Regions from separate parts of the Macaca mulatta genome. Here region 2 is linked to region 1. A link is a contact called in public Hi-C data. All regions are on one chromosome and are shown on one strand. Each heading gives the region's core, a stretch centred on a gene start, on an enhancer-like site or on the middle of the called end of the contact. The rest is flanking DNA. Distances are from core to core; before and after follow the strand shown.

Region 1 (5,955 bases), core at 324-2,823:
GTCTCAAAACAACCAAACCAAACCAAACAAACAAACAAAACAAAAAAGAATCTGTTAAGAAAATGAAAAAGCAAGCCACAGACTGGAAGAAAATATTTGCAAATTATATACCAACATAATGATGAGTGGTGCACAGCTTTGTGAATATACTAAAAGCCACTGAATTTTACATTTTAAAAGGATGAAATTCATGCTATGTGAATTATATCTCAATAAAGCTGTAAACAAAAACAGCATATATCCAACAAAGGACTTGTATCTAGGCTATATAAAGAACTCTTGCAACTCAATAAGATTATAAACTCAATTTTTAAAACTCAGCAAAAGATTTGAACAGGCACTTCACCAAAGAAGATGTATGAATGGCAAATGAGCACATCGAAGATGCCCTGGATCATTGGATCTTTAAAGGACAACAGGTTAGAACCACAAGGAGACACCACTACACACCTGCCAGGATGGCTCGGATTCGTATTCCATTGAGTCAGCCCCCAGGGAGCACAGTCAGTGTGGCACACGAGCTCCCAGTGTGTGCAGGAGGCCATCCGCCTCTCCTCACCTACGATGTCCAATCTGGCACCCCAAGTACCCACCTGCCATGTTAAGGAGTTCACTGCACCCTATTTGGCCAGGACAGTGTCTGGATCCCAGGCTGGGGGTGGGGGGAAGTGCATGAGAAAGGGGAAGAGGAAGAAATAGCAAAGGAGACCTAAGGTGGATGGTGGCAGCAGTTGTGGCCCAGGGGTGGGGAGGGGGGTGGATGAGTCTGGTTCCCAGCAGGCGCCAGCAGTGTAGGGAGCTTGGGGGCTGTCTTAGTCCATTCAGGTGGCTATAACAAAACACTGTAGACTGGGTAATTTATAAACAATACCAATGTATTGCTCACAGTTCTGAAGGCTGGAAAGTCCAAGATCGAGGTGCTGGCAGGTTTGGTGTCTGGCGAGCGCCTGTTCCTTATGGACCGCAGCTTCTTTCTGTGTCTTCATTTGGTGGAAGGAGCAAAGAAGCCCCCCTGAGGATCTGTTTTGTCTCTTTAACAGAGACAGGTTTCACCATGTTGCCCAGGCTGGTCTCAAACACCTGGTCTCAAGTGATCCACCTGCCTTGGCCTCCCAAGTGCTGGGATTACGGGTATGAACCACCATGCCCGGCCCCGAGCATCTTTTTAAGTGCATGAGCCCCATTTATGAAGTGGAGCCCTTATGATTTAATTACCTCTTTATACTATCCCATTGGGTATTAGGTTCCAACATATGAATGTTGGGGGAACACCAACATTCAGATCACAGCAGGAGCCAGGAGGATGGGTAAGAATGAGCAGGAACCAACCAGTGTGAGGGCGTGGACTCAGCAAGCCCTGAGGAAGAGCAAAGGGCAGATCTGAGAACTTAGCAGGCAGCCTCAAAAGGACTTGAGGAGTAGCTGGATTTGAGCGGGTTTAGGGGACAGAGAAGGACCTGCCAGGGGGTCAAGATCATGTACTCCACCAAGACAGAGGGTATGAGGAGCAGGAACGTGAAAAGACATCAGCTGTCACATCCCAATTGTGCAGTCTGGGTGCCCCTGGGCATCCTGGCGCTTGCCCAGTGGGTCACTGGATGTGTGTGTCTGAGGGTCAGAGAGCTCCAGGCCAGAGCAGACAACATGATGGTCAGCAGAGGGAAGTGTCTAGAAGCCTTGAGAGTGGAGACATTGCCTCAGGAAAAGGAGAATGGGGGCAGAGGAGCCAGGGCCATGTGCCAAGGGACACTTACATTAAGGGAACACCAGGCTCTCAAAAAGGGAAATGAAACCAAGTGGCCTGTTTTCCTGCCAACTCCTCCCTGGCTGTGACTTGAGACAGCAGAAGGAGGAGAAGGGGAGTGGGGAGGACTCTGGCCCTGAAATTGGAGGAGACAGGCCTCACAGAGGCGCCAGACAAAGGCACCCCCTCCAAGGAACCCACCAACCTGGTTTCCTAATGTTCCAATCTATGTTTTTCTTTTAAAAGAAATTGGGCCAAATTCCAACCTGTAGTCCACCAGCCCTTCTGCTCTTTCCCTTTTCCTTCACTCAGGGACCCAGAAGTTACCGAGCGCCTACCACCAGGCTGCTGCTGGAATACCCTGGGGAATGAATCAGACACAGTCTCTGCCCTTAGGGACGGGCGTTCCAGGCTGGTGGCCCCAGGTTAATAAGGGGGCTGGCAGTGACTCCCGCAGGGCTCTCTGGAGGGTCAGCTCCAAACCCTTTTTTTCTCTGTTTCCAGCATTTTGTTCTCCCTTAACATAGGTGCCCCTCAGCACATCGCCCCGCCTCCTCCGCCACACTCTCCCATCTCCAGGGGAACATCTCCACCCTCAAAGCTTTCAGGCACTCCCCTCTGCTGACAACCATGCTGCTTACTCAGGCCCAGAGTTTTTTCCTTTCTTTCCTTCTTTTTTTTTTTTTTTTTTGAGATAAGATCCCCTTCTGTCAACCAGGCTGGAGTGCAGTGGCACGATCATGGCTCGCTGCAGCCTCCACCTCCTGGGCTCAAGCAATCTTCCTGCCTCAGTCTCCCAAGTGACTGGGTCTACAGACATATGCCACCACACCTAGCCTAGCTCATTTTTTCATTTTTTGTGGAAACAGGGTTTCGTCATGTTGCCCAGGCTGGTCTTGAACTCCTGGGTTCAAGCAACCTTCCCACTTTGACCTCCTATAACAGAATGCTGAGATTATAGGTGTGAGTAACCACACTCAGCCTTCTGGAGCTTTCTGACCCTCAGACACACACAGCCAGAGGCCCACTGGACAATTGCCAGGATGCCCAGCGCACCCAGATTACACGTTTGCAAAGTGGAAGTTAGTGTCTTTCCACATGCCCACACCTCATAGTCTCTGCCTCTGTCAAATGGAAGGCTCTGACCCTCACCCCCACCAACTCATCCTCACTTCTCTCTCTCCCTCTTCCAACAAATCCAGTCACTCAGTGAGTCCCACTGACAATGCCTGCTGAGTTCTTCTTGGATCTGGCTAGGTCTCTCTCCTTGGTACCTGTTCAAGTTCAGGCCCTCATATCTGACTGGTTCCCTCTCACTTCCATCTTTCTTTGGTCTGAAATCTCCCTAGTATGTAGTATGTAGCAGATAAGAGATTTTTAGTTGCAAGTGACATAAACCTAACTCAAATTAGCATAAGCAAAAAGTGGAATGTATTGGCTCACATAACTAAAAGGCTGAGGCTCGCTTCGGGCATGGCTGGATCCAGCAGATAAGCAAAGTCAAGAGGACCTGGTCCCTCTGCTTTGCCATTTTCTGGATCAACATAATTCCCCGGCACACTCTGTCCATGGGCTGGTCTCATTTTTCCCACATCAAGGCCAGCAGAAAGAGAGTTTTTTTTTTTTTTTTTTTTTTTTTTTTTTTTTTTTTTTTAACAGATCTAACCAGAATCCAGTTGCATTTCATTGACTGTGACTGGGTTGCATGGTCATCTCTACACTAGTCACTGGGCACAGTGCATGCAGCACTCTACTGGGGCATGTCTGCACCATGTGCTTACCCCCGAGGTTGGGCGTGGGGTCAGCACCACATAAACCATATGGGCTACAAGTAGGGAAAGGAAGGTGCCTCCAGGAAAATCCATGTCTCTGGGTACCTAGGATGGCTATGAAATTGGTGTCAGGAGAAGTGACCAACCCTGCCTTACACAGGAAAGCACCTGCAGAGAACGGGAAGCTGTGAAAGGTTTGCTGAGGAAAAGCAGCATTAATTGTCGCCATTTACCCACACATTTTCTTTTCTGCCCAGTTATACCACACAATCGCCATCACGACTTTCTTGGGCGTGGGATTAACTCTGTCGTTCGTGATGTTGAATCACATCGCTAAACTCTGCTCTGAGACACTCATCTGCACCGCGTGCCCTCCTGAGTACGCCTGCCCTCTCTCACCCTAACACAGCCAGTGCAGAGCTTGCTCCGGGCCCACACTACACTCTGCACAGCCAGGGAAGTTCTGAGTTGACCCTGGAGCTGACTTCAGAATGAACCTACACACAGCCTCGGCCTCGGGTCACAGCTAAACCTGCCCGGGCTCTAGGAGGCTAAAGCCTTGTTGTGAGTGTTATGGGAGGGGGTCCCAAGGTCTCCTCCTGCCACGCAGATCCCCTGAGAGTGAGGGGCCTAATGGGGGAATAGGTTGGGTGTGCGTCAAGAAATGGTCAGGAGATTGAGACCATCTTAGCTAACACGGTGAAACCCCGTCTCTACTAAAAATACAAAAAAAATTAGCCGGGCGTGGTGGCGGGTGCCTGTAGTCCCAGCTACTCGGGAGGGTGAGGCAGGAGAATGGCGTGAACCCAAGAGGCGGAGCTTGCGGTGAGCTGAGATCACGCCACTGCACTCCAGCCTGGGCGACAGAGCAAGACTCCGTCTCAAAGAAAAGAAAAAGAAAAGAAATGGCGCTGGTGAATGCTTGTTGGGGTTCCCTGGGAGCCTCTTCCAATCAGCATCTTCCATCCCCTGACCCCAGGATTACCTGTGCCCCTTCCTTGATAAATAGGACCCACCATCTCGGAAAAAGCTCCTAGGGCATGAATCCCATTTATAAGGATTGTCAAGGCCTTCTCTTTAAAGTACTGCGCCTGATCAAGGGTGGCAAGTGCCGAAGGGCTTGTCCGAACACAATTTATTGAAGATGTGTGACCATCCAGGTTTTGGGAGAAAGAGGAAAAGCAGGACATGGGTTCTGAGTGTATAAAGGACACAATTCTTGAGTGATCCTTGTGGGCGAGTCCGGAAAAAGTCATCTGTCCTGGGGCGCCCCCTGCTGTCCATAGCCAAAAACGGCGTCCCCAGAGCTCAGGCCTCAGACAGAGGCTCAGAGAGCCAGCGCAGACCTGCTCTGCTCTTTAGGCCTGGGGACGTCCATGCTGGCCAGCATTCCTCGGGGGCATGGTCAGATGGCAACCCAGAGGAGAGGGCAAGTCCTGCAACTTCTGACGGCACCCAGCTGCTGTACACAGAAATGTGTCCAAGACATTTTCTCTTCTCCCTCTTGGCATCAGGCTCCAAGGGTTGAAACCTTGGCCTACCGCAAAATGACTGGTACTGTCTGGGCAAATCCCTTCACTTCCTCAAGGTGCTGCTTGCCCCTGTGAGATACGGTTGAAGTGCTTGCTGACTTCGCAGGTAGCCTGCGGCAGATCGTAATAGATGAACACAATTTGCAAGGTGCTTCTGTGTGTCACTCTAGATGGTGCTCACACAGGTGCCCTGTAAAAGCCATGCACGTCTTAAACGTGTTGGCTGTGGCTCAGGTAAACAAATGTGGGAACAAATCATCCCGTGACTCAGAGAGAAGGTGCACTGTGGTACCAGCCTGGAAGGGGCAGAAGTTCTTGCAAGCTCTCCTGCCCATCTCAGCTCTGGCAGCTCTGGGATGGGTGTGTGTGTGTGTGTGTGTGTGTGTGCATTCACTAACAATAGGGAACTTTGCAGCCCCATGGCAGCAACTCCTCCAGGTGCCCTGAACTTTTTTCTGTGACATCTTCTGGGCTTCAGGATTGGACCCTGAGGGACTTGAGGTGGTAGAGGTCTATCCATCTGTCCGTCCCAAACCTGTGGGGCACTGTCACCCTTTTACAGCTTCTCACCATTTCTCTGCCCACCCCAACGTCATCCTTCCCATCTCACCCTGTCCAGACCCAGACCCTCATGGGCTGGAAGGAGGGCGGCAGCCACCAGCTCTGCCACTGTTGCATCCCGCTAGACCACGATTAGACCATGATTTCAGCCTCCTGGCCACCGCTCTGCCCAGCCTTGATCTCCTGCACGCTGCCGCAGAGAGATCCTGTTCCCAATCGCAGCTCGCTTCTCTGTTAAAGACCAACAATCCTTCCCCACAACCAATGGAGTCCAGTCTCTGGATGTGCCCTCCTCCACGCCCTGCCCCCCATGCTGTGCCCCCTGGCTCCTGGCTGCTAGGTCAGC
Region 2 (5,977 bases), core at 1,302-3,801, 100 kb before region 1:
GTTAAATTAAAGAATGAAAGTACTTGGCGGCTGCTTATTGAGGGAGCACATCTATAGTGTCAACCCACGTGAGTTTTAGGGGCAGATAACCTCCAAATGGGGACTGCCAGCTCTAAGGGACCAGAGGCTCGGGTGGTGAGAACTGCTAGTGTCACTCAGTACAGCTCCTGCCACAGGAAGCACAGCATGGGGCCACCCAAGGTGCAGGACGAGGAGTAACACCAAGTTCCTTCGGTTGAGGCCAGGCAAAATGCTGCTAGCTGGGTCAGTCTCTAACTTACTGAGTGAGCTCAGAAAATCTCTGGGCCTCCATATTCTGATCTGTAATAGGAAGATAATCCTGGTTAATCATAGAGGCCCCCCTTCCAGGTGGAAAGGTTCTAAGATGCATGAAAAAGCTTCCATATTCAAATAAATAGCATCCAGAACTATAACTCACCTTGAACCATCCTTCCCTCCCCCACCCTCACCCCTCCCAACAGACGCTTGAAGGTGGGTCAGAAGCCATCCCCAATCAAGTGAGCTATAATTAGAGCTGAAATGCTATTGCCACTAGGCAAATGTTCTGGGCTTTTCCATTGTGAGTCCTCGCCACATTTGAAGGTACAGAACCCAGAACCAGAGGGAAACAGCTGGGAGAAACCCCAGCCAGCTAGGGTCAGACAATATAATGGGGGAAAACACAAGAATTGGGACCTTCTCTCAAATCCCTTTCCCGCTCAGTGCAAACCCCTTCACTGACACTGTTTTAATACTATAAGAATCTAACATCTTAATATCTAACAAACTGTTGTGTTGGGGAGAGAGGGCTTGCAGCCAAAATATAATAATACAAATAACACTGCCATTTACTCCAGCAATGACACTTGCATTCTTTCATTTGATTCTCACAATCCCTCTAAGGCAGGTCCATCACCACATTTTACAGATGAATAAACTGAGGCTCAGGATGACTGGGCAGCTTGCCTGAGATCTGACAGGTTAAAAGACCTGAACCCAACTATATCCGATTCCAAACTCACTACACTTTACTGCCTATAATCTTTCTTTTAGGGGTAGGGAATGGGGCTCCATCCTGGGAGCTGGCACGGCCCCAGGAACCTGGTAGGCCGTGGAGGTTGCTATGGCAACACCAATTAAATGGATAGTAGGTTGGCTGCTAGGTTCTCATTCAGTTGGGAAGGAGTGAGCAAGCCTGCTATCAGGTCCTGCTGCCCCAAATTCTGCCTGACCCTGACTGGCGCTCCCACCCTGGCCAGCTTCCTCCAGGCAGTCTTCTGCCTTGCCTCCACCCGACCAATGTAATACAGGAAGTGGGCATCATGGCTCTTGCACCCCAGCTAGCACAAGCGAGGGAGAAAAGGGGTCTCGGAATACTAAGAGTTTAGGAATCTAGGAATGGAGAAGATTCTGGAATCCTGGAATGTTACTGATCAGGACCCAGAGGGAGGTGGGAAGGTATGCAGGGCTTCACGGTGAGTAGCTGGGAGAACCCACAGGAGAGCTGGGCTTCTGTCTCCTGGGGTGCTGCTCTGGCTACTGCTCCCACAGGTGCCTTGTGAAACCTCAGAGAGCTCGAAGAGCCTTTTTTCATAAAAGGGAGACCTGCCATGAATAAGCTGTGTGTCTCTGAAGGAAGTCTATCAACTTCTCTGGGTCTCCAGTTGTCCCTCAACTGTGAAAAGCGGGCCTGGGAGGCAGGAAGAGTGAGGCAGGAGGGCCCCTGCCCAGCCCAGGGGGTGGGAAGGCAGCAGTTGCTGGGATGGGCAAGAGGGAGAAAGACAGAGGGACACATGGGTAGGGCAGGGGGGAGAGATGGCGAGAGGGAGGGTGAGGATAGGAGATGAGCAGGGAAGGGAGGCAGCCCAAGAGGGCAGGGGTGGGTGGGACCCTGAAGGGGACAGAAAGGAAGATGAAAAGGGACATCCACACAAAGAGATAGAGATGGGAGTGTGGAGGCGGGGGGAGAAGGGGAGCCCAGCCCTCAGGTAGCAAGGCAGCCCCCTCTAATAACCACAATGAGGCTCCTCTCCCTTCCCTTTCCGTCCCCAGTGTCGGAGTATCTGCTGGAGTGCGGTACGGATGGAGGAGCTGGCTGACTGCAGTGAAGGAAAAGCCCCCTGTAGCCACAACCCCTCCCCAAGCACACACTCCAGGCTGCACACGACTCTGCCTCTTGTTAGCTGGGCAGCCTTGGGCAAGGGGGAGAACCGACTCCAGCCTCAGTTTCTTTCTCTTTACATGGGGATCCCCCTCCTTCCTTAGGTTGCCAAGAGGATGAAAGTCACAAATGGGCGTGGCGGGGCTTTGTTCCTTCTGAAGCTCAGGACAAAGCACTGGGCTTCCCTCCTGCCTGGGAGCCTCCAGTACAGCATGGAGTTTGGCCACGTGATGGGTGAGGAAAGGATGGGGCCTGTGGCATGGCTGGGGAGGCCAGGAGCAGCTGTACGAGGAAATGAGGGCTCCTTGTCTCGGGTGGGGGCCGCTCTTGCTCTGTTCTCTCTCTCTCTCCCTTTCTCTTTCTCTTATGTGGAGACTGGTAGCTCTGTTGCTAGGAGACAAGGAAACCCAGTTATCACCAGCCACAGCATTAGATGGGACTCCGGTCTCCATTGTCCCCACCTCTGCCTCTGGGGCGACTGTTACCCCTAAAGAGGGGCTCTCGGGTCCCCGCCAGCCCCACCATCCTCCACATGCTTTCGCCTGAGCCTTTTGTCTCGGGCTCACGCTGCTGAAGCTCTGCCTCTGGACTGTGGGGTCCTTCCCCGCCCCCTTCTCATCTCCTTTTTAATTTAACAAATGTCACGGAATGACCTGCCGGGTGTAAGTTTGCTTTGAGGATTAGGGCCTGGAAAATAAATCATGGAGAGACAAAGCCCTGAGTGTAGGGGGCAGGCCTGGGGCTCAGCTCTGGCCTCCACCTCCCCCCGCCTGCCTCTGCCACCACCCAGCTGGTGATGGAGGCAGGAGCTCCAAGGCTCAGCCCACCCAGGATAGAGGAATGGGCCAGGGCCTCAGAGTCTTGGCTGGGTAGCCTTGGGCAAGTCACTCAACCTCTTTGAGCTTCAGTGTTCTCCTTTACAAAACTCAGAAAATGACAGTGTCTGCTTCATGAGGCTGCTGTGGGGATAAAAAGCATTAATGCACACAGAGAGCTTAGCACATGGTAAAGGCTTAAGAAGCGCCAGCTGCCATTGGCACTCCTGGAATTATGGTCGGAGTTCTCAAGAACAGCAGCAGGGAGGCCTGGAGGACACGCTAGGGCTCCTTCTGGGCAGAAGGGCTTGACAAGACTGTTTCTAGCTGCTGCTGCCACAGAAACAGGGTCCAATCCGCAAGAGGGCTGTGAAGAAAGCCCAGACACAGGACAGTAGAAACCAGCAACTAAACACACCTGTTTACCAGGAGCGCCCTGAGGGCGTGGCACAGTGTTCAACTGGTCGCCTCTCCTGAGCCTCACAGCTTCTCAATAAGGAAGATCTGAGGAGGAAACCGAGGCCCACCCCCACCCAGCCTGAGGGGCAGGACTCACTGCAAGTGGCCTCGGACTCATCGGAGCCGTCAGGACACTCCTCCTCGCCATCACACTTCCACCGCTCGTGGATGCAGTGGCCGTTGTCACAGGTGAAGTCACTGTCCGCACAGGTCTTCTTGGCTGCAGGGGAAGGAGGAGAGCGTAGTGAGTCTGGGAGCAGTCAGGAGGGCGGTGGGGCAACCAGGATGTGCTTGGTCTGCAAGCCGGACCACAGGGCTTCCCACAGCCCCACCAGGCCACAGACTGCCTTGCTGACCAAGGGCAGAGGACGGGAGAGACAAGCTTCTTTGTTCCTTAGGCATCTGAACACTGCGTGAAGACAGGTGACATTTTGCTCTGCCCTCCAAGTCCAAGAGCTCAAATCCAGCAAACATGACAAGACTTATCATACCCCTGTCACTCTCCTGCTTCCCTTCAAGGTCTAGTTCCACTGCCACTGCCTCCAGGAAGCCTTCCCTGATAGCCTACAGCAGCTGCCTTAGCTCCTTCAGCCAGTTCTCAGTCTCTTTACCTGCCTGTCCCACTTTCCCCAACTGGACTGGAAGTCAAAGTCCCTTCTGCAGGCACCAGGCAGTTTGTGACCATGAATCCTACACCTAGATGATTCCTTTGTGGCAAGATGAATGAGGTATTTTGTGTTCAGAGCAGTGGAAGGAGGATCTACTGGGCAAGACACCCAAATCAGTCCCTGCCCCCAGGTGTCTACAGCCTGCGGGGTGATCTCCACACTGCTCTGGGGATTTCAATCCCAGTTCCTCCTCCTCCTCCTATCTGTGTGACCTTGAGGATGTTCCTTAACCTCTGAGTGTACATTTTCTTATCTATAGAATAGGGAGAGGAAGACAAAAGGTGGTGAGGAGGAGCAACAAGAAGTTATAATGTATGAAGAACCCGCAGCAGACTCAGGCACATGGCAGATGCTGGAGAAGTGGCGGCTACTGTTGTTTTCAGGGTTTGAGTCTCAATTAGAAGCTGAAGGAATGGGGTTCTGTGCCCACACAGGGGATATAGCAGGCTGAGAGCTCACAGCTGGTAACAGAGCTGAGATAAGAATATGGGTACCATCCCCAGATTGGTTCTTTGCTGCTTTCTGTGTCTTGTCCTAAGAGGAACTAGAGTTTCCAGATCAAGGAGAGGAAAGGAGATGGCTGCCCATGTCACAAGGTGCCCCAGCTTCTTCCCAAGCAGCAGCACAGCACTGGGCGCACCTAGCAGGCCCGGGGGAGAGCAGTTGCCCTGTCAGGCCTTCCATGGTGGAACTGAGGCTGCCTGGGTACCCCTAGTAGCAGGGGGTGTTGGAGACCGGAAGGGGCCTTGAACACTCCACCCCTGACACCCTGCACCCTCCATAGCAGCCCTAGGCCTCTGAATTATTGGGGGCTCATCTGCATCGAACTCACACATGCCCTGTTCCTGCTGGACCAAGCGTCCAGGACCCGCTACAGAACAAGGTGAGGAAGAGAGCACTGGGCAGGGAGTCCGGAGGTCTGGATTCGAGTCACTGCTGTGCTATTTTGCTCTGTACCCTCAAGCACATCATGGCGCTTTTCTGGTTCAGTTTCTTCATCAGGAAAAGGGAGGGTGATCTGGTGAGAGATAAGCTTTCAGGTGTGGTAGTTCCAGATCAGGAGGCCCAGAAATGAAGGCGGCAGGGGGCGGCGGTGGGGGTCTCTTTTCAGCCTAAAAGAGGATACCTCAGCACAGCAGTGACTTACCCCAGGCCTTGGGGCGCTCAGACCACCAAAGTCCCCCCCTGGAATGAGCCTGGGATGGATTTAACATCAGGGGCCATAGCATGCGGCCTCTCCCCAGGGGCTGAGAAGTCCCGTGGCCCCAGCCTGCCCCACTCCCTCATCTTCCCCTCCTCATAGGGGAAGGTGGGTGGCTAGCCCCACCTCAGCTGCAGGTAGGTCCCTACATACCCCATGCTTTTTATACCATCATGCCTTGTCCAAACTGTCTTTAGTCTGAAAGCCCTTTCCCCCACCTCCCGCCTTGTTTCCATTACACACTGGGCTTAAGTATCACCTCTATTCTTGATGTGGGAGCCTCCTGAGCTCCCACAATCCGCTGAGTGTCCTTCTAGGGCAGAGGTTGGCAAACTTTTTCTGTGAAGGGCCAGATAGTAGCTATTTAGGCTTTGAGGGCCAAATGGTCTCTGTCACACCACTCGACCCTGCTACTATGGGGCAGAAGCAGTCAGAGACATTAGATAAATAAGTGAGCATGGTTATGTTTCAATAAAACTTTATTTACAAAAACTGGGGACAGGCGAGGCCTGTGGCCTGTATTTCGATGATCTCTGTTCTAGATCATCACTGATCACGAGTCCAACATGGTTTGCTTTCTTCCCTGTCCCTGCAGCACAGGGACTGTCAAATTCACAAGAATCCAGCTTGGGGTGGTAGGTCTCAGTGGGGGACACTGAGCCAAATGCGAGCA

What was found. Hi-C and Micro-C count contacts between places; a contact is called where the count stands out from the background.
Region 2: a Hi-C map of fetal cortical plate shows a contact between it and region 1, with 4 times the contacts expected there. The contact joins two enhancer-like sites. A contact is called at or near these places in 10 of 14 Hi-C or Micro-C datasets (CD4 T cells, blood, cortical neurons and 6 more).

What each region holds. Positions count from the first base shown.
Region 1 is chr1:187,215,954-187,221,908 of T2T-MMU8v2.0, reverse strand. No RefSeq gene overlaps it. Among named protein-coding and RNA genes, the nearest start is that of DMRTB1, 62 kb to the right of the region's middle. Within about 2 kb of position 1,573, at least 8 of the 40 cell types and tissues checked have an H3K27ac peak or open chromatin away from gene starts, as enhancers often do.
Region 2 is chr1:187,317,630-187,323,606 of T2T-MMU8v2.0, reverse strand. LRP8 (LDL receptor related protein 8) reads right to left here. Exons shown (of 19, transcript XM_077955984.1): 3 at 3,533-3,655. Among named protein-coding and RNA genes, the nearest start is that of LRP8, 39 kb to the right of the region's middle. Within about 2 kb of position 2,551, at least 6 of the 40 cell types and tissues checked have an H3K27ac peak or open chromatin away from gene starts, as enhancers often do.